Regions from separate parts of the Sus scrofa genome. Here all the other regions are linked to region 2. Evidence: chromatin contacts called from public Hi-C and HiChIP or PLAC-seq data. All regions are on one chromosome and are shown on one strand. Each heading gives the region's core, a stretch centred on a gene start, on an enhancer-like site or on the middle of the called end of the contact. The rest is flanking DNA. Distances are from core to core; before and after follow the strand shown. Region 1 holds the start of SERPINB11 (serpin B11). Region 2 holds the start of LOC100156248 (serpin B8). Region 3 holds the start of SERPINB7 (serpin B7).

The links. Hi-C and Micro-C count contacts between places; a contact is called where the count stands out from the background. HiChIP or PLAC-seq counts read pairs in DNA pulled down with a chosen protein or histone mark.
Region 1: a contact with region 2 is called in an H3K27ac HiChIP or PLAC-seq map of alveolar macrophages. The contact joins the promoter of SERPINB11 here to the promoter of LOC100156248 in region 2. A contact is called at or near these places in 1 of 5 promoter capture datasets (fetal skeletal muscle) and 1 of 2 datasets of contacts at active chromatin or transcription factors (alveolar macrophages).
Region 3: a Hi-C map of skeletal muscle shows a contact between it and region 2, with 3 times the contacts expected there. The contact joins the promoter of SERPINB7 here to the promoter of LOC100156248 in region 2. A contact is called at or near these places in 2 of 5 promoter capture datasets (liver and skeletal muscle), 25 of 47 Hi-C or Micro-C datasets (adipocytes, adipose tissue, alveolar macrophages and 14 more) and 2 of 2 datasets of contacts at active chromatin or transcription factors (alveolar macrophages and skeletal muscle).

Annotation. Positions count from the first base shown.
Region 1 is chr1:158,029,497-158,032,196 of Sscrofa11.1, reverse strand. SERPINB11 (serpin B11) reads left to right here and starts at 1,364. Exons shown (of 8, transcript XM_021099530.1): 1 at 1,364-1,469.
Region 2 is chr1:157,835,475-157,838,188 of Sscrofa11.1, reverse strand. It overlaps LOC100156248 (serpin B8), which reads left to right and starts at 1,267. Exons shown (of 7, transcript XM_003353447.4): 1 at 1,267-1,418.
Region 3 is chr1:157,997,644-158,000,538 of Sscrofa11.1, reverse strand. SERPINB7 (serpin B7) reads left to right here and starts at 1,297. Exons shown (of 8, transcript XM_001925047.5): 1 at 1,297-1,744.

The DNA.
Region 1 (2,700 bases), core at 115-2,614, 190 kb before region 2:
ATCCAGCCCTGGACTTGCTCAGTGGGTAAGTATCCAATGTTGCCATGAGCTGTGGTGTAGGTCACAGACACAGCTTGGATCTGGCATTGCTGTGGCTGTGACATAAGCCGGCAGCTTGTAGCTCCGATTCGCCCCCTAACCTGGGAACTTCTATATGCCAGGGGTGCCGCCCTAAAAAGCAAAAAAAAAAAAAAAAAAAAAGCTACCCCTTTTTTCCAGTCAGCACTGATGGACAGAAGCCAAGTTTAAGCAACATTTGGGACGGTTTTTAGTCAAAGTTGACTGTGTATAACTATTTTTATGAGAACTTCATGGGTACAGTGGATAGTAGGGTCTTTATTTTATTTTGTTTTATTTTATTTATTTTATTTTTTGCCTGCTCCCATGGCATGCAGAAGTTCCTGAGCCAGGGATGGAACCTGCATCACAGCAGTGACCTGAACACAGCAGTGACAATGCCAGATCCTTAACCTGCTGAGCCACCAGGCAACTCTAGTAAGGCCATAATTTTAACCCTAACGTTTCTAGTTCCCGTGACTTGTGGAATGATTTAATTTTGACTGAGAACTTGTCACATGCTGAGGATAAAGAGAAAAAAAATCACTGGTTATAAAGGACTTTCTCATAAGTGCAGGGCCATCCGGGCTTTACCATTTAAGTTTGGGCAGTGGAGTCAAGCTGGGTGGCTGGGTTGTGTATCACACAGACAAGAGGAGCCTCTGGGAAGCTGGGCTTGACTCACAGTGCTGATTCTGGCTACTGTGCTCCCCAAACATTTTTTGTCTCCCAGCTTTCATCCCTACCCCTCATCTCTAGTCTTTAGTACACAGGGCTGAATCATACCTGGAAACTCACTGGAGGCGGGGTGGCTTGCTGCTCCCAGCAAGCTCTTAAACTGAAACCACAGAATAAATCCTGCTTGGGCTCAACCTTGTGTTCTTTTTATGGGACAGGAGTTACCAGCCAGCAGTTTGTTGAAGCTCCACATAAAAACGTAAGCTCCATGCAGGAGAGCTCAGGAGATCTTGGGATGAATGTGCCTTGAGCCAGGAAGCATCACCCCTGTTGAGTAGCAATGGGCCATGCCCATGACACAGGCCATGCCTCCAATGCTAGACAGGGCACTCCCAGCTTGAATGCATTCAAGTTATTCTTTTCAGAAAGACAGCTTATTTTCTTGAATAGAGTTTAGGCTTGTCAGCGCTTCCCCATTAGCAAAGCAGGAGGAGGTTGAGAGCTGGCTCCTTTTCCAGAAAGCACAGCCATCCTGAGAGTCCCTTCAGTGCTACTCGGGTGGCGTTTAGAAGGACTTCCTTCTCAGAGCTGTACTTTCTGCCAAGCAAGCGTAGAGCTGAATCACTAAGGACACAAATGGAAAGGGAGGGGCAAAAAAGTAAAGGCTTTATATTTCCTCTTCAGGGACACAGCTCCAATCTCTTCTGCCACTTCACCACTGCAAAGCAGCAAAGGTAAAGAGAAGTAACTCTGTACTCTATAATGTCTTGTCAGAGGGAAACAGATAAATGCAGTAAAATATGGCATTTGCACAGGGGGACAAGGATCCAAAATGAGGGGGAAGCTTCTTTACTTGAGGGTGGCTTTTGTTAAGGCACACGTTCACGTGTCTGAATGTCAGTGACAGTGTGTATTGTGAAATCCTAGAGGCAGACTGACCTGATTTCAAATCTCTGATTTGTTTAGTGAAACAGAACTCTTGATATATTCTACTTACTCTTTAATAACTCTTATTCAAAACAGAGCTAGTTACCTATGGCTGTGGCCTATGTGTGGTGACATACTTCTTAGTTCCTTAGAGGTTCTTAACTCCCTGGACTGGCCTTATTGATAACTTTATGTGTTGGGAAGAATATCTTTATTTCCCTGGTCTCAGCTTCTTCTTTTTCTTCTTCCTTTTCTCCTTTTTCTTCTTCTCTTCCTTATTCTTCTTCTTGAGGTTAAACATCATATATGTTTCCTTCTTCAGTGTCAGTTTCTTCTTATGACTTTAAAATGTGTCTCTTAAGGAAGAGGCATATTTCTGCAAAGGGGTATAAAGTCTCATGGCTTGTATTTGTGGGATGGGGTAACCATTCTGAAGTTGCTCTTACTTTTAGGACCATGAGCATGCTGTGAAATTTACAAAGTTTGAGGGATAGCACATGAGAGAGAAAGATGAGCCCTGTTTTAGGGAAGGGGAGGGAGGCACTAGTCAAGTTAAATCTTGCAAAACGGTTAAAAACTACCCAGTTTCTATGTCAGGCTGTAAGAACATAGTGTCTTAGCCACCCTTGAAGATGTATTCCCCCCCGAAAGACAGACCCAGCCCCTCTGTCTTCTTGCAATCTTTTAATGTCAATATTCCCTTCAAAGACATGTTCTCTCCTCCCCTTTGCTGAATAAAAATCCCCCTTCTCAAACTCTAAGGGGCTGCAACCTCGGGCATCCTTCTTTTTCTCTTTTATCCCATGACAGCTTCCAGATGACATATCTCTTTTGCTTGGGAAAGATCTTACCCTAAAAGCAGACAGAAAGATCCACAAAGGGAAATTTTCTGCAATTCTTTCTCTTTGAGGCTCACTTTGAAGTCCTTCTACACCTAAGGTCTCTCCCAACTTTCCCTCACTGCCTGGGCAGAGCCTCCCCTGGGGTCCCTGCACCTTTGGCCGGACCCTATGAACCTTGGGGCTTTGGTGTTGCATG
Region 2 (2,714 bases), core at 18-2,517:
AGGGGTGTGGAGAAAAGGGAACCCTCCTGCACTGTTGGTGGGAATGTAAGCTGGTACAACCACTACGGAGAACAGTGTGGAGGTACCTTAGAAAACAATACATAGAACTACCATATGACCCAGCAATCCCACTCTTTGGCATATATCCAGACAAAACTCTCCTTAAAAAAAGACACATGCACCCACATGCTCATTGCAGCTCTATTCACAATAGCCAAGACATGGAATCAACCCATAGGTCCATTGATAGATGATTGGATTAGGAAGATGTGGTATGTATACATAATGGAATGCTACTCAGCCATAAGAAAGAACAAAATAATGCCATTTTCAGCAACATGGATGGACCTAGAGACTCTCATCCTGAGTGAAGTAAGTCAGAAAGAGAAAGACAAATACCATATGATATCACTTATATCTGGAATCTAATGTACGGTACAAATGGACCTTTCCACAGAACAGAAACACATGGACTTGGAGAACAGACTTGTGGTTGCCAAGGGGGAGGGGGAGGGAGGATAGACTGGGAATTTGGGGTTAATAGATGGAAACTATTGCCTTTGGACTGGATAAGCAATGAGATCCTGCTGTATAGCACGGGGAACTATAACTAGTCACTTATGATGGAGCATGATAACGTGAGAAAAAGAAATGTATACACACACATACACACACACACACACGCACGCACACATATGTGACTGGGTCACCTTGCTATAGAGCAGAAATTTGACACAACATTGTAAACCAGCTATGATGGAAAAAATAAAAATCATTTAAAAAATAAAAAATAAACAAAAAATAAACTGATTAAAAAACCACACACACACACACACACACACACAGACGCACACAATGGGTCTTCAAATTAGGTGTTTCAAAGCTTTACTCTAAGATTAAAACACGCACCTATAAATTCGTGTTTGATATCGGTAACGCCTGCTCGAAAATTGTTTTGAAGGATGTCCTACCAAAATAGTTTGGAAACGACTAGCTTTAGGAATTCTGGTTTTGCTTTTAGTTAATTTTCAAAGTGGAGTCTCAGTTTTGAAAACACTCTACCATACATGCGTTAAACACGGAGACCGAACATGCTAACCCAGGAAAACAAACCAGTCTCCGAGGGGGTAAAGCCTTCCCCAGACACCCTCTGAGGACCAGGCAATTGTCTCCTCCGCCAAGCCTTCGGCTCTCAGGCCTAGGCCAGAGGATGCCGGCGAGGCACAGCCTCCACCCAGGGTCTGGCCTGGGGATGAAGGAATCAGAGATTGCACTGCCTGCTGCAGTCTCCCACTGGTGTTCTGAGTCACCGCCGGAAGCCTTGCCCGAAATCAAAGCGGAGGCGAAGCATGCACTAAACTGGAATAGCAGCCGCAGCCGCCGCCGCCGCCGCCGCCGCAGCAGCAGTAATCTCCCAGGTACCCGGGCTGGGAGGGCTCTCGAACCCTCGGATTCCCAAAGCGACCGCCTCTAGCTTAGAGCTCCAGCCGAGCCTGGGGAGAAGGGAGGGAGGAAGGCCAGAGACAGACAGTGGGAGCGGGGCGGCGGGGAAATGGGCGTAGAGAGGACTAGAGGAACACGACGGCGGCGGTTATCCAGGAAGGAGGGCTGCGGAGCTGGGATCGCCTCGGACCCCTCTCCTCTACCCCCCGGCACTCTTTCCCCCTGGCCCGCTTTGTCTGGGGCTCTAAGGTTAGTCTCCGAGGCCCAGGCTCCGAGGACCCAGTGCAGGAGCTTGGTGCGCAGACCCGCCCTGGGTCAGAGGGTGGACCCCGGAGTGGGAGTGACACAGGGCCTGTTGACGCCACCGTGCTGCGACTGATTTGCTGGAAGTGAAGGCGCGGCCTGTAATCCAAGCCTGGGCTGTGGAAACTTTTGGGAGAGTGAGGGGGGCAGCGCAGGGTGCAGCCGTCTAGCCCAGAGTTTCTATGGAGCCTTGGGCAAGTTCCGGGATGTGCTGGGTCAACGTCACTTCCAGCACCTCTGCGAGTTCCCTCTGCGATCCAGCTTATTGGGTGTACCTCTCCTCTCTCCTCTGCTCTTTCCTCCTTCTCTCTGTCCCTCCCTCCCTTCCCTCTCTTTTTCTTTACATATTTATTGCATTTCTTTTTTCTTTTTTTCACATCTTTCATCTGTTCTTTATTGCCTGCTTCCGCTCAAGCTGGAAAAAACAAATAACAAAACAAACCCCAAACCCATATTCTGATTTGTCTCCTCCTCCGCAGGCACAGTAGTTAACTGAATCAATTCCACACTTTCCAGGTACTTATCAGCCCTCTGGCTCCTACTTCTCTCTGTCCAGGATTTTCTAGCCCAAATGGCCTCCTCCTGGGTCCAGCCTGGGTGCTACCCTCCTGTCCTCCTCCTCCAGCTCTGGCCACTTCCTGCCCCTGCTTCCCTAAGAACATCCCTGATTGTTGGTCTCAATCCCTTGTCGTTTTCCTCTCTCTACCTGTAAAAATTCCCTAGAACAGGGTGGATTTTTTCCCCCTTATTCCACCAATTTGTACATTCTAAGTAATTTCATCCATTCACTTAGAAGCTCCTGGAATCAGGGTGCTGATGGCTCCCAATCTCTCCATCTAGAACCTCCACTCATTTTAAGTCTCCTACTTATGGTTACCAACATCCCTTGGCTGTCTTGTTTATGAGATCCCTGGGAAAGGTATGTTCCACTTATCTCAAATGGAAGGTAGCACCTTCCTCATTCCAAG
Region 3 (2,895 bases), core at 48-2,547, 160 kb before region 2:
GTAGTTCCAATTTGACCCCTAGCCTGGGAACTTCCACATGCTGTGGGTGAGGCCCTAAAAAAAAAAAAAAAAAAAAAAGAATAGATATAGTTCATAAATCAATGATATTGGTCAACTTTATGTAAACATGAGCAGGATATCATGTTATTTTATTACACAGAAAGCATCTCCCCATGTTCCACTGTCAGAAGGCCATGACTGTATTTAATAACAAAGAAAAAGTGATGATAATTTTGTGAAAGCCCTAGGATTTTTATTTTCCATACGGATGAGGATGCAATGCAAAAAATGGAAAGTTTTTTTTTTTCCCAAAAAAGATAAATTTTGGAAATGTCTATGTATTTTGAAGGAGGTTTATAATCATGGCCAACCCAAAACACTTCTTTGGGCACAATGAATAAGTTCATATTTATCAAGTGCTTACCAGGTTTCTTTATTGAATACAAAGGGGAAAAGATGGAAAAGATCTTATAGGAGTGACTATATAACATTCCATATAATAAGAGGAAAATTCAGTGAAATATATGATAAAAGTATATAGTCAAAGAAGAAAGACATCAATGTGGGCTCATGATAATATGGAAGATAATGGAAATGATGGAATTAAGGAACCATCATTGGATTGGAACTTGAATAATAATATATAGATAGATAGTCTATCATAGGTGTTCCCATACACCCTGGATTTCCAGATCTACCCCAGTCTATTATTATAATAATTACATTTATTAACTCTACATATGTTACCTATAATCCTTTCAACCAAAAATTTACTGGAATTATCCCCATTTTTTCCAAATGAGCAAATCAAGCTTAAAAGATTCTAAATAGCTTGCTGAATTTCACATGGGTCCAAGGAGAGGAGCTGGAATTTCCAACTACACCATGCCTCCTGTATTTTGCCACCAAAATGCACTTCCCTGAAGACACATCTTGATGTTTGTTTCATACTATGATCTCTGCTGTGTATGGGGATTGTCAGTATTTCTCCAGAGTTGCATGTTGCCCTTTGTTATTTGCAAAAACCTTATGTTGCAAGCTTACCATGAGACCTAGGACCTGAGTCACTTCATCTTTCAGGACACTGTTTGAACTCTTGATAATGGCTGCCCTAGAAGCGAATAAAGCCCAGGTCTTTGACCTCAGTCCTGGACAGAGGACAGGGTTGTCTAAAGCTGTTCCTGGTGCTCGGCCACTCTTGCTATGGCTCATCCTCATGTTTATCCCCTCCTGTGTTCTTTCCTGCTGGCTCTGATTTCCCACCCCTAAACTATAACCTGTCCCACATCCAGGTGTACACAGTTGAGAAGGGAACGTGAAAGGACAGTCTTTAGAATGTTTTGCTTCCGTGGCTTGTTGGGTTTACTTCCTTGTGATCAAGTAGCGGGGTGAAAAACAGACATCATGGCACTGCTGTTTTCTGCTGAGCAGAGAGATGCCACGTGCCTTCTTGAGCTGGACAGGGAAGGCCATTTGGAGTTCCTCCTGGTGTCCCTTCTGTGCTTTTCCTCCTAGCACAGTCTATGAGAGGGGAGGGAATTTTCATGCATTGCTGTCCTGCTGCTGCTGCTGCTACTGTTTGCTGCTGTTCTCAACCTCTCCCTTGGGGTTGAGCCAAAGGGAAGTCTGGGAAATTTCCTCTGAATCTTGGCAGGAGTGAGGTGGGAGGAGTAAGGACTTTTAGGAGGGAGGAGGCAGGAGGAACTGAGCCCAGCAGTGAGGGCTGAAGAACAGCAGTGAGGAGGTAAGTGGCATTCTTGTGCATGCTGGATTGTTCTAGGCTAAGTGTTAGCAGACTCTCTGAGATGGATGGGGAAGACCTGGAGCCTGAGGACTCTTCCTGTTGTAAGCATTCATCTTCCTTCAGAGTAATAGCTTTGCCTCTAGTATCTGGGTGTCTATAGTCAGGTACTTCCTTGCCTGGCAAAACCTTAGCCTCCTGCACATCCCTGAAGGCACCGTATGCTTTCCTAGCCAATCTCTGTTCTGTACGGGGTTGTTGTAGAGTAGTCTTGGAGATAAAAATGGCAGTGGATGGCAGCATCAATCACATTGGGAACCACAGGAAAATCAGCTTTCTTCTTGACCTTGTATGATAAATGCCTACAAACTGCTGAACAAATCCAGACACTTATAAAACATAACTTTCACACTGAATATATTTAATGCTTGCATCTGGGCTTTTGACCAGGCTTCACAACAATACAGAATAAATGTGTGTGAGTGAATATTTACAAGCTTGTATTTTCCACTATTTTTTCTTTCTTTTTAAAAGAAAATCATCCAAAACCCTGGTAACATGTTATATGTCAACTCCCAGGCAAAAGAAAAAAAAAAAAAAAAGCTAGAGACCACGATATAATGATGATAATTCTCAAAAAATCTGCCAGGTTTTAGATACTCCTTGTTGAGTATACTTTAGTTATTATCAATGATATTTGGCAACTTTAACATAATAATAAGAGGCTTGGGTTTGTTGTTGTTATTGTCTTTAGTAATATAATGCACTTTTAAGTATGAATCTTCTTCAATATATCCAAAGCTGGGTATGGTTCAGTTTTAGAATACCTCTGAACTGAAATTGTTTTCTTCTATAACCATTTATAGCCTGGACACCTCTGCCAGTATTTTTGCACCCAGTAAAAACTAACTAAGGAGTTTCCATTGTGGTGCAGTGGAAACAAATCCGACTAGTAACCGTGAGGTTTCGGGTTCCATCCCTGGCATCATTCAGTGGGTTAAGGATGTGGCGTTGCCATGAGCTGTGGTGTAGGCCAGCAGCTGTAGCTCTGATTTGACTCCTAGCCTGGGAACCTCTATATGCTGCGGGTGCGGCCCTAAAAAGCAAAAAAAAGAAAGAAAAAAAAAAGTAAAGAGAAAGTTGAGATTCAGCTA